2 separate regions of the Mus musculus genome follow, and region 1 is linked to region 2. Evidence: chromatin contacts called from public HiChIP or PLAC-seq data. All regions are on one chromosome and are shown on one strand. Each heading gives the region's core, a stretch centred on a gene start, on an enhancer-like site or on the middle of the called end of the contact. The rest is flanking DNA. Distances are from core to core; before and after follow the strand shown.

Region 1 (3,493 bases), core at 29-2,528, 260 kb after region 2:
CCACGCCGACCCCGCCCACCTTGCTGTCTTATTTCACCCTGCGCCCTCTAATAAAGTACCTGCTGTCAGAGCCTGGTTTTGGTGATTGTTATCTCTGTCCACCGAGCAGGGCTAGATCCTCAGAGGAAAGCATTCCGTCTAGCCTTGGAAACGCAAGATGAAAGAGAACATTTCCAGGAATCAAGCGCCTCCTAGAATGGACGATAATCCGGGTGATGGTAGTGCACACCTTTCATCCCGGCACACAGGAGGCAGAGGTAGGCAGGTTTCTGTGAGTTTGAGGCCAGCCTGGTCTACAGGGTGAGTTTCAGGAATAACCAACTGTCTTGGAACAAAAGAATAAGAAAAGTGGCTGCTGGTTTGCAATCACGATCAATGGATTACCCTGCACACAGCCTGTGCCTCTCTAAGGTCTCGATCGTCTGCTGTATGGCGACTATGAGGAATCTTGTTTTTCTAAGCTGAGACCCGGTCCGATAGTAGGATGGGAAGCCGGCTCTGATTTGTTTGAACCAGTTTTCATCTGAGCTCATCCTTCTGCTTCTATTTGCAATAATCTCAACCCAGTCTTTTTATTTGTTTGTTTTTGTTTTTCCTTCTTTGAGATAGCCCGGTTGGCCTGGAACTCATTATGTATGATAATTTTTTGAGACAGGGTTTTACCGTGTATTCCTGGGACTCACTATGTAACCCAGTCACTCGTTTCCAGGTGACAGGCTAAGCTTAGAACCTCAATCTTCGGAAGTCTCCCGAGCTTGTGAACCCTAAGGAGGCAGAGTGAGGCAGCTTAGCCACCTTTGAATCTCTGGCTCCCAGGGTTCTTTGGAAACCCCTGCTGAGCGTCGAGGCTCAGAGTAGCAACCCTAATCCTCAAAGAACTGTGAAGGCCCTGCGGAAAGAAGCTGGAAGCTTAGTGTATGGCAGAAAAATAGGCAGTCAGGCGTTTGTTCCCATAGTTCTTTCACGTGATTGAAACAAAAGAGAACGGAGAACACAGCTCAGGTGACAGTGTGCTGGCCTAGGATGCAGGAGGCCCTGGGTTCGACTCCCAATAGCTAATAAACCTGGGCATGGGCGCATGCCTGTAATGTACCCAGCACCCAGAAGGTGGGGGCAGGAGGATCAGGAGCTTCGGGTCCCCTTAGCTACAGAGTGAATTAGAAGCCAGCCTGACATACAAAACACCAGATCGTCTAGACCTGCGCACAGCCTGGTTAATCTCTGTCCCTGTCTCCCCTGTCCCGTGCGCACAACCTGGTTAATCCCTGGTTCCCCAGTCAACGGATTTCGGAGTCAGGTGTCTGATTGGCTGCTGTGAGGACACGTGGTTCTTGATTGCCCCTCCCCTTCACCTCCCTCCCCCCCAACCTCCTCTGTCTCTCTCGCGCGCTCTCTCTCTCTCTCTCTCTCTCTCTCTCTCTCTCACTTTAGTTATCCACCCCTCCCTTCCCAAAGGTCAGGCCAGGCCACCTGCGCAGGCACTGTGATCCGTGACCCCGGTAGTAGCTCGTAATTGCTGTCCAGAATCCAGCTGGAAGGGGGTAGAAGTTTGAACATGAAACCCCACATGGTTTCTATCCTGGTAAGGGTGAGAAATGGGAGAAAGGAGGTGCTGTAGTGCTAGTGGGCTGCGTGACAGATGCCTGACCGCACAGGCAAAGGCGAGAGGGCTTTGGGCCAGGAGGCATTGTTCACCAGCCACTGTGTGGGTTCAGAGAATTGAACCCTGGTCCTCTGGAAGAGCGAAAGTGCTCTTAACTGTTGAGCCCCTTTGACACACATCTGGGAAGGGAAAACCTGGAAAGGATTGTCCCTGTTGTATTGTCCTGTAGGCATGTCTGCAGAGCATTTTCTTGATGGATGAAGGAGGGTCCAGCCCACTGTGGGCGGTGTCATCCCTAGGTAGGTGGGTGTGGGCTGCATAAGAAAGCATTCCTCCAGCCGGGTGGTGGTGGAGCACGCCTTTAATCCCAGCACTTGGGACGCTTCTGCTTCAAGCTCCTCTTGGGCTTGCCTCAGTGATGGGTTGTAATCTATAAAATGAAATAAACCATTTCTCCCCAAGTTGCTTTTGGTCATGGTGTTTAGCACAGCAGCACAAAGCAAACTAGGACCATGTTTCAGGATACTTTCAGGATACTTGCTTTTCACGTTTTTTCTTTCTCTTCTTTTTTTTCTTTCTTTCTTTTTTTCTTTTTCTTTTTTTTTTTTTTTTTTTTTTGATGCTGTTGATTGAACTTATGGCTCCACACATGCTAGGAAGGCTGTTAACAGTAAGCTACACACAGAGAGACACCTGCCCTCGAGTAATGTCATCTTTCAAAAGAAATAATAGTACCTATTACTATATATAATATATATTTAACATATATATTATATATATATCATGGACTTGTGGGGCTGGGATGTGAGGAAGTAGGTCATAATATGCTTCCTAAGTGTGTTGTAAATGATGTTGAATATTTTCCTAAGGATGGGTCTTAGTTTTAGTTTGTCTTGGCTCTTTAACGTTTGTGACTTGGTTTTGTTTTGTTTGTTTTTTGAGACAGGATCTCTCTGCCCTGGCTATCCTGAAACTCACTCTGTAGACCAGGCTGGCCTCGAACTCGGAGATCCGCCTGTCTCTGCCTCCTGAGTGCTGGGATTAAAGGTCTGCACTGCCACCACCTGGTTGTGATTTGTTTTTAACTAAAGTATATAAAAAGAAAACGAAGGGTCTGGAGAGATGGCTCAGTGGCGGAGAGCACTCATTGGCTGCTCTTTCAGAGGTCCTGAGTTCAATTCCCAGCACCACATGACAGCTCACCATCTACAATGAGATCTGATACTCTCTTCTGGTCTTCACATGTACAGACAAAGTACCTATATACTAAAATGCATATAAACAGATCTAAAAAAAAAAAAAAAAAGGTTGGATGGGGTAGTGCATGCCTTTAATCCCAAGAGGCAAAGGCAGGCTGGAGAGATGGCCTAGCAGTTAAGAGCCCTGCCTACTCTCTCAGAGTACAGTTCCCAACATGTTCATTCGGCCACTCAAGAGCTGAGATTGCTGCCGAGGCTGGAGCAGGGTAAGTGTGGGTCCCCTGCCCTCATCTCAGGCACGAGTCTTTCTGAAGTAGAGTGTGCCTCCCCTGTGCCTCCTGTCTTGGGGTACACTGATTCTTTCCAGTGAGGGCTGTAATCAAAAAAGTCAGCTGAGGAGCCCACAGGAATTAGCCATTCTCTCTAGAAACCAGGTTCAAGGTAGGCGTCACCCTCAGCCAGCTAACATCAAGGAGAAATCCCTATGACACGGGAGCGTAAAGCCTGCTTTCTTCTTAGCTGCTTAAAAGATATGTGTAAGTTCACAGTCCACACATTTGTTATGCTATTAAAAATAATTTATTATTTGGCTAATAATTAAAAAAAAAAAAGCCGTGTTAGCTATTGCTCCTGCCATCAGAAATATCAAAGTGCTTCAGTCAGACACATCCATTTGGAATTATGAATGAAT
Region 2 (3,497 bases), core at 59-2,558:
TTTTTCTCTTTTTTCCTTCCTTCCTTCTTCCTCTTTCTTTCTTTCTTTCTTTCTTTCTTTCTTTCTTTCTTTCTTTCTTTCTCTCTTTTTCTTTCTCTTTCTTTCTTTCTTTCTTTCTTTCTTTCTTTCTTTCTTTCTTTCTTTCTTTCTTTCTTTCTTTCTAGACAGAGTGTCTCTCTATGCAGCCCTGGCTGTCCTGGAACTCCCTGTGTAGACCAGGCTGGCCTCCAACTCACAGAGATCTGCCTGCTTCTGACTCCTGAGTGCTGGGATTAAGGTTGTGTGCCACCCAGCCTGCCCCGTGTATATTATTTAAGGAGAAATGTTTAGGTAAGATTTTGGCCTCCCTGGTCCCTACACCCTTTGCTGTTCCAGGGTTGCTCATGGAGCCCCTTAAAATTCCTCCCATGGTATGACAGGCCATGCATTCAGGTTGCCTGACAAACTTGGGTTCTTACCTGGATCTGTCATTTCCTGTGTGACCTTGGGCTAGACCCTTGGTCTCTCTAAATACTAAGTAATCTCTCTTATGTTCCACAGGACCCAGCACTATGTAGTAGGTGACTACAGCCTCTGTCTTTGGGGAACTTTTATTTTGGTGGGGGGGTTGTGGGGTGTGCACAGACATAGTAAGCAAGCAAGTAATTTCCGAAGGGTTAACCAAAAGTCACGGAACAAGGGAATGTGATCCACACTTCAGAGGAGAGAGGTGGTTTCTTTTTGAATAGGGTGATCAGAAAGAAAGTGACATTCCAGGCAGGGCATGGTGGTGTACACCTTCAATCCCGGCATACTGAGGCAGAAGATACTGAGGCAGAAGTGGCTGGATCTCTGTGGATTTGAGGCCAGCCTGGTCTTTATGGCGAGTTCTAGGATAGCCAGGGCTACATAGAGAGAGGCTTTTGCTCAAAAAAAAAAACAAAAACAAAAACAACAACAACAACAACAACAACAAAAAAACCCAAAACCCAAAAAACAAACAAACAAACAAACAAAAAAAAACAAAACCAAAAAAACAACAAAAGAGAAAGTGCCATTTATTCTGAGTCCTGGCTGAGTGAGTTTGGTGCAGGGAGCCGCGCTGCCAAGAGCAGAGAGGGAAGAGGCGAAGTCAGAGCATGGCCGGGGTTACAGCACACAGCTCCGGATGCGGCAGGGGACCAAGCAGAGAGCATCCAGCCGACGCTCAGGATACAGTAACCGTTAGGTCTGGCAACGCTCCCTGCTCTCCTCCTTCGGGGACCCTCCTGGCTCTCCCCTTACCTCTCCGCCCAGTCTTCACCACCACCATTCCCGGATGGCAGGAAAGGGACCGATCCCAGCAGCCAGGAAGCCCCATCCCCCACTCTCTCCTCCCTCCTGTCTTCCTCCGAACCCTCCCACCGCAGCCCAGTGATTTTCCTGACTCTTCACAAGGCGATTTTATTAAACATCTCGAAAAAATATTCTCTCACTCCCTCTCTCTTTATTTATAAAAATCAACTTAGCACCCTGCTCCTTTGTTCTATTTGGATTCTGGAACAGCCTGGTTTATATTTAGCCGAAATCCCGCTCCTTTCCCCACAGATTCCGGCTCAGTCCCAACTACAGGGGCGCGGAGGGTGGAGGGGGGGGGGCTCAGGGGGTTTGCAGGGTTGCTCCCTGCGGGAGCATCTTTTGCATGCTATCTAGTGATCCCAAGTAAGCCCAGGCTGGGCTAGCTTCTCTGTCATCCCATCACTATCCCATACAGATGTCCTCAAGAAAGAGAGGAGCCGGGCAAAGGGCAAAGGGAATAGAAAGACCGAGCCCCAATCCATAGCCAGGCTCTGAGGGGCAGAAGGTATTTGTGTGCGGGTCGGGGTTCAAGTTCAAACTCTCCTCGTCCCCCCTCCCACCAGGCTTGTCCTCGTCACCCCCACCCATTTGGCTGCTGAGCAGAGTCAGAGGGTGTCAACATGCTTATACGCTTGAGATGGCAAACCCGGACTATCCTACAGGATAGAGCGAGCACCAGGAGCTGCTCCACACAGAAGCCGCTTCTTCCGCAAAGCCCTCCCAGATTGAGCCCCATCTATTCAACTGACACTGAGGTTCCAGAGATAATGAGCCAGGGTCTCCCAAGACCCGGGCTTGAGCAGGAATCCGGAGGTGGACAAAGCCCCAATTGTTTTTCTAAGAATACACTAGGCCTGCTCTCCTTCTAGAGCCAAAGAAGCACTTGGCGCATGGGGACCCCACGCAGAGTCGTGCTTACGGCTGTATCTGGGGGTCAGAGGAGAGCTTCCAACACATGCTTACAAGATTATTTGGCAAGGCCTGGGTTCGATCACCAGTACAACACGGGGCGGTGGCAAATAAATTGGACCGGTGGTTATAAAAAAGGGGAGAAGGAAGGAAGGAAGGAAAAAAGGAAGGAAGGAAGGCAGGCTAGATCCAGATGTAAAGTTGGGTTGGAAAGGGGCTGTATTGGGTATTCTGAAGTAGTGGGAGGGGGCAGTACCGAGTAGCTAGAATTGACACACATTAGATAAGTGAGGATGTCAAACAGTCAGTTAAGAATTTTAATAAAAGCAAAGTAATTCTCACAAAAGAAAATACGCAAGTGGCCAATAATAAAAATGCAAAGATGCTCAAATGTCTCGACGTCAAAGCACAAATTAAAACCACCAGATCCTACCAACAACGTAGAATGCCTACACAGAGGGTAAATATCTTCAGGCACACCCATACAGTGATCAAGTCGTATTCAGGGATAAGAAGGAATGGATGCCTATAGACGGTAAAATGCAGACGAACCTCAAAAGCATGTTTTTACCAGGTGTAGTGGCACATGCCTGCAATCCCAGCACTTGGAAGACTAAGGCAGAAGGATCAGGAGTTCAAAGCCAGCCCTACTATATAGTGAGACTCTGTCTCAAGGAGGGGGAGGGGAGGCGAAGATTAGGGCTGGAGAGACTGTAGCAGTTAATTGTACATGCTGCTCTCACAGAGGACCTGAGTTCAGTTCCCAGCACCAACCCCAGGTAGCTCACTACTGTACCTCCAGTCCCCAGGAACACATCATCTCTGGGCTCCACAGGCATCTGAATTCACATGTGCGTGCACGCACACAAACACCACACACACACACACACACACACACACACACACACACACACACGTACACACACATAAATTTAACACTAAAAGTCAGTCTTTTTAAAAAGAAAATACATGCCCGGGGGTGGTGGCACACGCCTTTTATCCAGCACTTGGGAGGCAGAGGCAGGCGGATTTCTGAGTTCAAGGCCAGCCTGGTCTACAGACTGAGTTCCAGGACAGCCAGGGCTATACAGAGAAACCCCCTGTCTCAAAACAAACAAACAAACAAACAAACAAACAAAGGAGTTCTTAATTCTAAGTATATGCTGGCATGCATGTGTATTCATACGTATCTATACATATAATGAATACTTTCTACTAATCTGTATTTTTGGTTTGCTTGTTTTTCGAGACAGGGTTTCTCTGTAGCCCTG

The links. HiChIP or PLAC-seq counts read pairs in DNA pulled down with a chosen protein or histone mark.
Region 1: an H3K4me3 HiChIP or PLAC-seq map of craniofacial prominence shows a contact between it and region 2, with 4 times the contacts expected there. The contact joins two enhancer-like sites. A contact is called at or near these places in 2 of 39 promoter capture datasets (cranial neural crest and maxillary cranial neural crest), 10 of 115 datasets of contacts at active chromatin or transcription factors (the 230-238 cell line, bone marrow-derived macrophages, craniofacial prominence and 4 more) and 3 of 9 other capture datasets (adipose tissue, liver and pancreatic islet).

Annotation. Positions count from the first base shown.
Region 1 is chr5:115,474,648-115,478,140 of GRCm38.p6, forward strand. Pla2g1b (phospholipase A2, group IB, pancreas) reads left to right here. Exons shown (of 4, transcript NM_011107.2): 4 at 1-75. Sirt4 (sirtuin 4) reads right to left here. Exons shown (of 5, transcript NM_133760.1): 5 at 3,363-3,493. Among named protein-coding and RNA genes, the nearest start is that of Gm42007, 8.1 kb to the right of the region's middle. Within about 2 kb of position 1,279, at least 136 of the 459 cell types and tissues checked have an H3K27ac peak or open chromatin away from gene starts, as enhancers often do. A contact at or near this core is called in craniofacial prominence, where this site is marked.
Region 2 is chr5:115,213,828-115,217,324 of GRCm38.p6, forward strand. No RefSeq gene overlaps it. Among named protein-coding and RNA genes, the nearest start is that of Pop5, 20 kb to the right of the region's middle. Within about 2 kb of position 1,309, at least 74 of the 459 cell types and tissues checked have an H3K27ac peak or open chromatin away from gene starts, as enhancers often do. A contact at or near this core is called in craniofacial prominence, where this site is marked.